3 separate regions of the Mus musculus genome follow, and regions 1 and 3 are each linked to region 2. Evidence: chromatin contacts called from public Hi-C and HiChIP or PLAC-seq data. All regions are on one chromosome and are shown on one strand. The core of a region is the stretch at or near the end of the contact, and the rest is flanking DNA. Distances in the headings are between cores, read along the strand shown.

The links. Hi-C and Micro-C count contacts between places; a contact is called where the count stands out from the background. HiChIP or PLAC-seq counts read pairs in DNA pulled down with a chosen protein or histone mark.
Region 1: a contact with region 2 is called in a Hi-C map of B cells, with 6 read pairs. The contact joins the promoter of Nde1 here to the promoter of Ube2v2 in region 2. A contact is called at or near these places in 1 of 39 promoter capture datasets (pre-B cells), 2 of 484 Hi-C or Micro-C datasets (B cells and CD4 T cells), 2 of 115 datasets of contacts at active chromatin or transcription factors (embryonic stem cells and large pre-B cells) and 1 of 9 other capture datasets (liver).
Region 3: an H3K27ac HiChIP or PLAC-seq map of thymic regulatory T cells shows a contact between it and region 2, with 10 times the contacts expected there. The contact joins the promoter of Bfar here to the promoter of Ube2v2 in region 2. A contact is called at or near these places in 1 of 484 Hi-C or Micro-C datasets (CD4 T cells), 1 of 115 datasets of contacts at active chromatin or transcription factors (thymic regulatory T cells) and 1 of 9 other capture datasets (adipose tissue).

Annotation. Positions count from the first base shown.
Region 1 is chr16:14,161,547-14,165,215 of GRCm38.p6, forward strand. It overlaps Nde1 (nudE neurodevelopment protein 1), which reads left to right and starts at 1,729. Exons shown (of 9, transcript NM_023317.2): 1 at 1,729-1,822.
Region 2 is chr16:15,592,082-15,596,202 of GRCm38.p6, forward strand. Ube2v2 (ubiquitin-conjugating enzyme E2 variant 2) reads right to left here and starts at 2,437. Exons shown (of 4, transcript NM_023585.4): 1 at 2,379-2,437. The coding sequence starts at 2,394.
Region 3 is chr16:13,670,539-13,674,643 of GRCm38.p6, forward strand. Bfar (bifunctional apoptosis regulator) reads left to right here and starts at 1,320. Exons shown (of 8, transcript NM_025976.5): 1 at 1,320-1,540.

The DNA.
Region 1 (3,669 bases), core at 479-2,978, 1.4 Mb before region 2:
AAAAGGGGGCTGAAGGTATAGGTCAGTGGTAGAGCATTTACCTAGAGTGGGTAAGGTATTGAGTTCAACCAACAAAACTGAGGAGAGGGGCAGGGGGCAGGGGGCAGGAGGCATTACTTGTGTAGCCCAGGGGAACAGAACATGATTGTAAGAGTCAAAAAGAGCCTTCTGAAGCTCCTTTTGTTAGGTACAAAATCGAAACACTTGGATTTCCTGTACCCTTTTTCTCATCTTTTAAACAATTCTAGGAGGCTGGAGATACAGCTGAATGATACAGTATTTGCTTAACATGGCCAAGGGCCTAGGTTCAAGGCCAACACTGCCAGAAATGTAAGCTAACTATGCCTTTCTCTGGCTTCCCAGTCTCTAAATAGTCTTCAGCAACATTTGGCATCTGAAATTCTGTTTCCGTTTACTGTATTAACCCTTTAAGATCAGATTCTTTGTCTTAGTCACCAGGTTGTAAAATTACCTGTGCCTAATAGTATTTAATAATTAATGAACAATTAATGGCTTAACGTTAAGAAATTATTATTAGCTGGGCCTGTGATCCCACTGAAAAATAAGGCTAAGGGAATACTCAGAAATTTGAGGCCAGCCCAAGTTACATAGGAAAAGTGTTTCAAAAAAGGAAAAAACAAGGGGCTGGAGAGATTGCTCAACAGTTAAGAACACTGATCTCCTAGAGGTCAATTCCTAGCAACCATATGATGACTTTTTTTTTTTTTTAAAGATTTATTTATTTATTATATGTAAGTACACTGTAGCTGTCCTCAGATATCCCAGAAGAAGGCATCAGATTTCGTTATGGATGGTTGTGAGCCACCATGTGGCTACTGGGACTTGAACTCGGGACCAGTCGGGTGCTCTTAACCCCTGAGCCATCTCGCCAGCCCTGTTTGTTTGTTTTTCAAGACAGGGTTTCTCTGTGTAGCTCTGACTGTCCTGGAACTCACGCTGTAGACCAGGCTGGTCTCAAACTCAGAAATCCGTCTGCCTCTGCCTCCCGAGTGCTAGGATTAAAGGTGTGCTCCACCACTGCCCGGCTTATTTACAAAGCACTGCACAAAGTCTTGTAAACTTATTTATTTAGCTCGGGGGGGGGGGGGGGGGACGACGACGACGACCATTTTATCCACGAGTAATTAAATACCTTGTTTCAAATACACATAGCTAGTAAGCGGCGGAGTTAGGATTCAAAGTCAAGTTCTTTCACATTAAACTATTCTGTCTCAGAAGAAGCCACAACAGTTAAAGATTCTATTTGGGGTGTAAAGTTGTGGAATAACAAGGGTCCTGTGGGCTGGGCGGAAGTTTGTCGTTCTCTATGCCTGTTTTTGTCTTTGTGCATTCTGGGCTAGTATAGCATTTTTGGAATCGGGTAGGGCACTTACAAGTGTAACCCAATATCAGCTATTCCTAATGCCCGGGTTTCTCCGACCAATTGCTCCTTTGTCTATTCTTGGGCAAGAGCAAGAGCAGATAAATGCAACCAGTGTGAAGGAGAGGCGTGCGGATGTTCCAGAGTGCGTGGCACGGCGAGTACCGAGCCGCCAGCAGGCCCTCTCCACGCCCGCCTTCCGGGCCAGTGGCCTGCGCCTCCTGCGGCCCCTCCCGCCCCCACCGAGGCTTGGCCCAGCCGCGCCCGGGCCTAGAGAGAAAAAGTTTCCAAACCTCGCTTCTTTGCGCTGATTGGCCGAGTCAGACGCGTCCCGAGAGCGGCAGCCAATGGGAGGCGCGCACCGCGCAGTACCGGCGAGGCTGGAGGGCAAGAAAGGCCTGCCGGCCCGCGCCTCGCTGGAATCGTCGCCGCCCGGGCTGGGTAAGTGGAGCCAGGCTGCGGGCGGGTCTCCGCCACGCCCGCAGCATCCATCCGACGTGTCCCCCACACCTGCCCTCCTCAGCTTTCCACCTTCCATCCGTGAGCTCCGCCGCTCGCCCTGGCCAACTCCGTTCCTCTTCTGCTGGCTGCTTTTCTATCCTCGAACGTCCTCAAGACCCATGCCCACGCCGCCCCAAGGCCCCCGAGTTCTTAGTCTGCCCCTTCACCCCACAGTTTCCGGGTCCCCAACTGCTGCCGCACGGATACCAACCTATATCCAACCTTCCCCTCGATGCCTATAGGTCTCGGCCGCTGGACGTTTCAAATTTCCCTAGACAGCACTTTGGATCGGATAAACTTTATCCGACAAAGGGTGAGAGTGCTTACCCCACACCTTGGATGTTGGCCCAGCTCACCTCTACCTCTTTGAGGTCCTGGGCAACCCGGAGTCACCTTGACTCCGGAGCGACTTCATATTTCCTAAATCATCTCGACTTTTTGCCAGGTTGTGCATCCTTCTGCGCTTTAGCCGGATCCTCGCTCAACTTCTCTAGCTGGGTGGAGGTTTGTAATTGGCTCTGCCACCTGTTTCTGTGTATTGTGTGTTAGGATAACATTTTAGGACTCAGAAGGGGTGCTTTTGAAGTATAGTCTGATAGAAACTACTCCAGAGCCTGAGGGTATCTGACCACGCACTTCTCTTCCCCAGCACACTGGTATTCAGCCCGTTTTGAGGTTTAAGTAATTCCCCTTTCAGAATTCCATATGGAGTTCAGTAAGAGGAACTTACAGAACTATGACCAACCCTCCAACCCCTCTGAAGTCGCATGTCTTTGTACTTAAGCAGCAAGAAGACAAGCTAGGCTTAGTGACTGACTCTTGATGTGTTTGACCTGGAACTTGCTCTATAGACCAGGCTGGCCTCGAACTCAAGTTGATTCTCTTGCCTTTGCCTCCCAAGTGCTGGGATTAGAGGTGTCCACCATCACCTGGCTCCCATTCACGTCTTGTTTATTTGAGAGAGATATAAACTTGGGCTGGAGAAGGGTATTGGTTCATTCGATATTGGCATCGAGTATTGGTGATCAGCTTGGCTAGCTTTCTTCACTCAGACATCACTTTATTTCTTTCCTAGAAATTTGAAATTAGAGGTGTGTGACTTGTGTGTGTTCTCAGACAGTTTTGTAGACTTAATTTTGGGGGACTCCTCCCAACAAAACCAATCCTAAGGACTGAAAGTTCTTATTTCAAAGTGTGAGGACCTAAGTGATGTCCCCAGCACCAAAAAGCTGGTGTGATGGTGCACACCTGTGATTTGCAGTACCCAGCTTGGGGGACAGGGGGGCCCTGAGGCTTGCTGCCCAGTGCAGGAGAATGTGAGCCCTGGGTTCAATGAGAGACCTTACCTCAAAAATAAATAAATAAATAAATAAATAAATAAAATTAAAAAGGTGGAGAGTGATAGAGGAAGACACCTGATGTCACTTCTGACCCTGCATGCACACAAACACCTGCACACACACACACACACACACACACACAAACCCCACTTCTGGCTCCTCATGCACAGGAATACTTTGCACATACACAGAAACCCCGTGCTGAAATGAATTCTTAGACGTGTAAAACCACCTTACGGGAAACAGGTACTTTTTAAAATTTGCTTTTTGAATTTTGTGTGGTGTGTGTACTTGTTAGCATAGAGGTACTGTGTGGAGTACCAGAAGTCTATAAGAGGACTCTTTCTTCTGTTGTTTTCCATCTTAACTCTTGTATTGATTTATTTTAAGTTTTTGAAACTCCTTAGTTGGGCTAGGTTGGCTGGCCGCTGAACTTTAGGGATCTTG
Region 2 (4,121 bases), core at 1,187-3,686:
AATTTTTTTCAATGTCATGTAACAATGTAATGCAGTACCTAAAAAGAGCTCTTAATACCAAAAGGAGACCTAAAGTAAAAACTGAAAATATAAAAATAGTAAACATGTTGACATATTAGGTCATTAACTTTGACAAATGTGTCACACTAAGCTATCAAAGGAAGAGAACTGATTGCACACCATCTTCTCCATTTTTCTGTAAACCTAAAACTATGACAAACAAAAGAATGTTCAGTTTTTGTTTACTTTTGAGACAGGATCTTACTACCTAGCCTAGGCTAACCTTATGTAGCCCAGGCTCATCAGGAACTCACGATCCTTCCTCATAGCTGGGATTATAGGAATGCACTACCACAAAACACACAGAACTTCCTTTTTTACACAGTAAATTGCAGTAAATGAATCAAATGAAATCTTTACTCACAGATACTAAATATTAATAAACATCTTTTGCCTTGAGTAATGCTTAAGCTAAATTCTATGAAAGCCTCTTGACTTGGGGAAAGGAAGGAGGAAACTTCAGACACTTCCATCTGAGAAGGAACCAAGAATGTAAAGAAAAATTTATCTAAGAAGGAATGTATGAGAGTCAGTGTCGAGACTAAAACAGAAAAAAACTCATCCTTTGAGGAATACTCCAAATTAAGTTAGTCATGATGGAGAGAATGCTGGATTATACTCTTGCTTCTGTTCCTGTAAAGTTATGTGTAACTTTTTACTTCTTTGGTTTCTCAATTTTCTAAGAAGGAATTCTCAATCTAATTTGAATTATTATCCTCCAAACTTTTTCCAGTTAGAGTTCAAGGTCAGCCTGGCTACATGGGACACTGACTCAAAAATAAATAAATAAGCTCCATTTTCTAAGATGTATTTTAATTATACCAAAGTTCCCATTTCCTTGGTCTAAAACCAGTGAAAATAACAAACAGGATACAGATATCTAATATGCAATACATGGGCAAATAATCCAACGCTTAGAGTACACATTCAATTGCCAAAAACCAAAGTTTGATAAAAAGTATGGACCACTCATTTTATCTAATTACTGCTCTTTTCAAAATACTTAACATTCTTTCATATGAGTAGTGTTAAATATGTTCCAAAAAACAAATGCTGACTGGAGAGATGGCTCAGCTGCTAAGAACACTGGTTGCTCTCCCAGAGGTCCTGAGTTCAATCCCCAGCAATCACAAGGTGGCTCACAGCCATCTGTAATGGAACCCAATGCCCTCTTCTAGTGTGTCTGAAGACAGCTACAGTGTACTCATATATATATAATAAATATTTTTAAAAAGAACAAATGCAATCACAAATTGACATTTTTCATATTACAATACACCATTTTATTAGTTTAATTTTAAGGTAGTGAGCACAACTCTTTAAAAAACATGGCACTAATAAGCACATATATTTCAAATAAGAAGTAAAGAGATTAAGGGTTATAACATTAAAAGATCACTTTTAAAATGAGCTTTGGTCTTGGACAGCTCTGATCTGACCACTGATGTATTTTCCAGAGGTAGAACTGCTAAAGATTTTATTGTCTATGGCACTCATACACATAAAGGTAAGATTTAAACAATATGAAAAATGTATATGAAGGCATTACCTTGAAATGTTAACAATCACAACATGCACTCAACCTCTTCCATTTCTACAACCTAGATTCAATAAGAACTAGAAAAAAAAATAAATCTTATGAATCATCATTTTTAAATGCTAAAACTCAACACTTTTAAACTGTTTTAATTTTTTTTGTCACCAAATTTCTAAACCCTGTTGGCATTTAAATTTCAAGTTTCTGCTCAAAGGCAACCGAACATTGTAGACAAGAGTAGAACACCTATCTAAGGTACCAACTGTCCTGCAATTAGCTTTCGTCTGGCTCAGTGTACTGTAGTTTTTCACTTAATTGAAAAAAAAAAAGAAGAAGAAGAAGAAGAAGAACACGCATTCGGCCACCTAAGTAAAATCGTCGCCCTCTTATTCCAGACAGCAGCCACCCTCCGGTTAGTCCTATCCTCCCGCACGTGTCTGTCTGGTGGACTCCCAGCCTAGATCCCCGGCTCCATCCAGGATGCCTCTCCGCCGTAGCCCCGTTGATGGGCAATGCCACCGCCACCGCGGGCCGCTCCAGCGCACTCCACCCTCGGCTCCGCTGCGGCGCCCAGATCTGCCGGTCCTCCCGCAGGGCCGCCGCGGGCGGTGGGCGCGCAGGCTCCCCGTCACCGCGAGCTCTGACACGCGCGTCCCGACCTCCCTACCGCCCGCCCCACCCCCTGCCCCTCGCGGGGCCCTCCGCACTGCGCACCCGCAGTCCCGCGCGGCCCGCCGGACAGAAAGCAGCGGGAGCGCGGCAGACCCGGCTAGGAACCGACCTGTGGAGACCGCCATCTTCTCCTGCTACCAGACGCACCACCGCACGCAGGGCGTCAACGTCACTTCCGGCAGCGCGTTGCTCTCCGTCATAGAGGGACCGATAGTGGGGATAGTGGGGACTGTATCAGGTTCCTGTTCCTGGCAAGCTTTGCCCCTGATGGTCTCTGGAACTGTTGGTTCATCGGTTGTCCTAATCAAAACACACACATAAAACTGGGTTGGGAGACTAAGGCAGCATGAGCTTAAAAAGTCTTTAAAAGATCTGAGATCTCCAATAGTGTCAGTGTGTCCAAGGGAAATTTTCCCTATGACTCCTCTTATTAAATATTGAAATAATGTCTAAACAAACGCTAACAGTTACATCACGAGCCGGGCGTGGTGGCGCACGCCTTTAATCCCAGCACTCGGGAGGCAGAGGCAGGCGGATTTCTGAGTTCGAGGCCAGCCTGGTCTACAAAGTGAGTTCCAGGACAGCCAGAGCTATAAAGAGAAACCCTGTCTCGAAAAACAAAGTTACATCACACCAAACCTGTTATTAATAATCAAGGTAAAACATGGGAATTCACAATTGTGTTGGGGAAAAAAAAAAAAAACTATTCCAAAAGGTTGGGCTGTGTTAGTGCAGGCTACGTTTAGGCTGTAGTTTTGCTCTGATGACACCAGAACCAAAAGTCCATCAGTAAAGAAAGCCACAGAAGAAACTCAAGCAAAACCGTGAAGCAAAAAGGGATGGAGAAAAGCAGCTTACCACCTTGCTTCTGAGAAGGCTAGGCTGACTCCATGACAGACTTCAAATTGACAGTTAAGGAGACTGGGCCTAAGAACTGGGAAAGTCCAGGCAAGCCCAGGCAAGTCAATTACTAATAGAAAAAAACCCAGGCTCCAGCCTTCATGCCCGATAATGGTTCTAGGATGCCTAGAGATAGAGTAAGATAAAACTCATCTTCCCCAGAATTCCAATGTGCTTTAAAGCAAGCATGCACACTCACTTAGTTGTCTCTCTGTTTTGGCAATGGGAGACTCCAACACGCTGGACTTCTGCAAAATAAAGCACTCTCTGAGTATACATACTATTTGAGTCCCAGGTGTCATTCTTCGGTGAATCATGGACCTTTACATTTCTATCTTACGTTCACCTACCTTATTTGGAGGAGTAAGCCCATGTACCTAAAGATGGTATACCCATACCCAACTGGATTCTCCTACAACAATTAGTGACTAAGAAAGTTCCCCCAGGTTTTTCTTTTCAGACATGCCCACAGGTTATTCTGACTAAGGCAAGTCTTAAATTGAGATTTCCTCTTTCCATTTGTGTCAAGTTCACAACAAAGATTATCTAATACAAGTCCATTCCAAGTGCATCATTGTTAATATTCCTTTCTTGTTTGTGCCCAAGATGTCATAAATACTAAAATATTAAATACAGTACAACTTTAGAATTCCCAGTCTTTAAAAATTCCAACCCTCTAAGTCTCTTTAAAATATCCAAAGTCAGGTTCAATAAATACCACACACAAGCAAATATTATAGGCTACTCACAATGCTATTGGTTATCCTTGACAACCTAACTGTAAGACTATATTGCTGAAGACATCACATACTTATGCAACTGAACATGAAAAAAATTCAGTTGGGGGCTGGTGAGATGGCTCAGTGGGTAAGAGCACCCGACTGCTCTTCCGAAGGTCCAGAGTTCAAATCCCAGCAACCACATGGTGGCTCACAACCATCCCTAACGAGAT
Region 3 (4,105 bases), core at 70-2,569, 1.9 Mb before region 2:
CACAAATCAGTTTTACTCTTTACCAACTTGAAAAGAACACTCTCATTTATTCCTTTAGAGGTGGCTGATCTCAAACTCATTCCATAGCTAAGTCTCCATAGTCTTAAACTTTTTTTTCTTTTTCAAGACAGAGCTTCTCTGTACAACAGTGCCCTGGCAGTCTTAAGAGGACTCACTTTGTAGGCCAGGCTGGCTTCGAACTCACAGAGATCCTGCCTCTGCTTCCTGAATTCTGGGGTTAAAGCGCTACCATGCCTGACAGCCTTCAACTTCGAATCCTCTTGCCTACTCCTTGCCTCGTTTGGGGATTACAGGTGTGCCACCGAGCCCAGTTCGTTTATATGCTACTGGGATCGAACTCAGCACAGCTTGGTATGTTAGTCAAGCAGTGTACCAACTGAGCTTCATTCCCAGCCCCATCTCCAACAACGTAGAGATGTTAAAATTTTGAAAGATCAAATCAATGATTGTCCAATTAAAGCAAGCTGTATTTGGGGGGTACACCTAGGCTAACTGACTGTCTCCTCCTAAATCGGGTTTTGAGAGAGCAGCCTCTGCTGGCTTATAGGAGATAAGAGTTTAAAGAGTTGTTTAAAGAGTTGGCTATTGCCGGGTCTGGTGGCGCATGCCTTTAATCCCAGCACTTGGGAGGCAGAGGCAAGTGGATTTCTGAGTTTGAGGCCAGCCTGGTCTACAAAGTGAGTTCCAGGACAGCCAGGGCTATACAGAGAAACCCTGTCTCGAAAACAAACAAACAAACAAACAAACAAACAAAACCCGAGTTGGCTATTAACACGTTTTTATAAAGATACAATGAAAGGGAAGGAACGAGGGCACGTACATGTGAATGGGGTTGCAAACAGTTTATTAAATCAGAACTGAGAAACAGGAACTTTTTCTTTCTTTGGTTAAGTTTCACTATGTAGCTTTGACTGTCTTGGAATTCACTCCGTAGACTAGACTGGCTTCGAACTCACAAAGATCATCCTGCCAAGCATGGTCTCACAACGTCATAGATTGAAAACATAGTACCATTGAGTTCTCAACAGATCTAGATCAAGGTGGGTAGCTGCGGAGTAAATGTGATAACGCCATTTTACCCCAAATTCCGACTCTATAAATAAAACTTTAAGGACTGCTTCTGTGGTTTTCTTCATAAATGTGAAGTTAAGATCTATTACGATGCATTCGGGCACTGTGGGAGACTTTGATGGCTGAATAAAGCTAGCTAAATACGGGAACGCAATCCAGCTGGAACCTCCAGACCTGGGGCGGTGACTTCTGTGCTTGGCTCGGACGAAAAGGAAGGGGCGGGTCGCGTTGGTGCGCATGCGCCCGCATGCCCCTAGAGCAGCCGCTCTAGGCAGCCGGAGGTCGCACGGGGTTGAGAGCATAAAGAGGTCTCTCCTCTATGGTTGCGGGAGCTGATCGTAGTCGGCCCCTAGGCCCAGGTTATTTCCGGAAGCGAAGCCTTGTCCTCTACTTCCGCGGGGTCCTGGCAGGTGGCGGTGACAGAGTGGGTACCAGGACTAGTGGCGAGGTGAGCTTCGGCACGGTGTGGGGTGGTAATGGTCCGGCAGGGCGCTTGGCTTGAGAGTGCGGCGCGGGAGACGGAACTGAACCCGCTCCCGGAGCTGCGCTGGCGGGGACTGAACCCGCTCCCGGAGCTGCGCTGGCGGGGTGGGTCCAGGCTCTGGGGCCTCCTCACCCCGGCCTGGACGCGTCCCAGCAGGGCTGCGGACCGTAGCCCCTTCCCTTACGAGGCGAAGACCCACGCCACTGCAGGTCTCTAGTCCTCCCCCGCGTCGGGGTCTGGGTCAGAGCCACTCGACCCTGGGGTGGTGACAGAGATGGGTCTTGTTTCCACTTACTTGCGGGCTATGGGCGCCCGCCACGTCGGCTAAATCCGAGGCACCTTCCTGTCCCAAGGCAGAGGGTTTCATAATGGGAAGTGAGGATAACGGAACATCAGACTCCAAAGTGACACCGAGGCTGACCTAGAACTTAGCTCTTCTCATTCCCATACACACGACTCAAAAATCGTGTGCTGATGAGAGCGTGTGTGTGTGTGTGTGTTTTAGAAGAGAGACGCTGTGTCTAACTGGGGACCTTTAACTGGGCAAGGGGCAAACCCCTAACTTTGGTTGAGAAGAGAAAGTGGGAGCCATTGGGTCCTCCCCACGGAAGCCCATTGGCCCGCCCTTGGAGTGGCCCCAACGTCACACCAGGAGAGGCCAATGCGAAGGAGTTTTCCTTTCACCTTTAGGTACGGACTGCACGTGCTGATGAAGTTTTATTTACTTTTGTCAGTGCTCTTTTATAAACAGCCTGGATGTGTCCCGACCAAAGTGCACGGTATATGCCAGGGAATATCGTCCATAAACCTGATGGGAAAGCTGTACTCTGTCCAGGCTGTTCACACACACACACACACACACACACCCTTTTCCCCCTTTCTCTCTGGCAGTATAAATGCTAACCACACTGTTAACAGCATTCAGTAAAATGTGACAGTTAGTAATGCTATTATTATCAGTCAGCAAACTTTTTACCTGGTCGAAGTTTGACATCTAATCCCACAATCCTTTAGCGATAATATTAGTATGGCTTGATAAATGGAAAGTAATGAAGCTCGAGGAGAACAAAGGGTGACCAGATTGGGAGCCCAGGTTGGCCTCGCTCTGAAGACTTAACTTTGGTTTTGGTTCTTTGTTTGTTTATTGGGGGGGGTGCATTTTGAGACAGGGTTTCTCTATGGAGTCCTGACTGTCCAATAATTCACACTAGGCTGGCCGAGAATACACAGAAATCCACCTGCCCGTGGGGATTAAATGCCACCATGCCTGGCTTGTTTTATTTGTTGAGAAAGGCTTTATGTAATCCAGGCTGGCCAAGAATAATTCTTGGACTTCTGATTTCTCTGGCTTTCTGAATTGAGTAGCAGGAAATGGAGAAGGGAGAAAATGAAACTCTTGAACTGAGTCTAGAAATCTGGACTTATGCAAAAGAGAGATTTCCCTGAGTGGTGTGTGCCACCATGCCCGGTTTATACACTGCTGATGATAGAACCAGTCAGCAAACACTCTACCAAATAGTCCAGATTAGGTAACACACAGATAAACCTTACACAGTTAACTTGGGTTTGGAGTGGATTAATCATCAAAGACGGTTTGGATCTTGTGAGTGGATACTTTTGACTCAGAAATCTTAACAGATGGGAGTGTAATGATCCATTTAAGATAGTTATTGACAACCATGCTGATTATGCCAGTTAAAAAATTTTAAGTCCTTTTAATTGATGACAAGACCATAAGTGGCCTTATGCCTCTGAAAATATCCCTTGCTGCCTCTGCCCAGGGATAGAGTTTTTAAAGACAAAAACCTCAAAGACCTTAATTTACCTCAAAGTTAGATGAGGATCAGAGTAAACTTTCATTCCTGGCAGGGCATAATTTTAGATGTAACCTCAAATGGGTATCCAAAGCAGACATTGGGTTGCGGAAAAGGGAAAGACAAAATACATTCAAAACAGGATGGCATTACCTTAGTCATTTCAGGAGGAACATTTGAAGAAAAAAAAAAAAAACACTCAAGGAGCAGAAATTTATAGGTGGTCTATGAACAGAGTCTAATCTTAGTAATAGAAGGAACTCCTGTGAGTTGTGATATATGGTTATTATCCCCACTGTTATAGGGATACAAAGAAAGGTAAATGACCTACCCTAGATCAAGCAGCTAATGGTTTGTTGAGCTAAGATTTAACGTGATCATTCTGCCTCAAGTTTGTGCTGTAAGTGAAAATGTTCACTTGACAGCCAGACATGATGGTGTCCCAACATTTAACAAGCCAAAGCCTGGTGGTGCAGACCTTTAGTTACTTGGTAGACCAAGGCAAGAAGATTGCAAGTTCAAAGCCTTAGTTATATGGATTGGGGCTGAAGGTACTACCTCTGTAGTAGAGTGTGTTTAGAGTGAACAAAGTCCTGGCTTCAGTTCCCAGCACTAGAGAAGTTAGTTTACTACTATGTCATTCATATTCTTTACTGAATAAAACCACAGCTGTAGGTTTTATTTAGTCTTATTTTCTTTTTCCATAGCAGGGAGT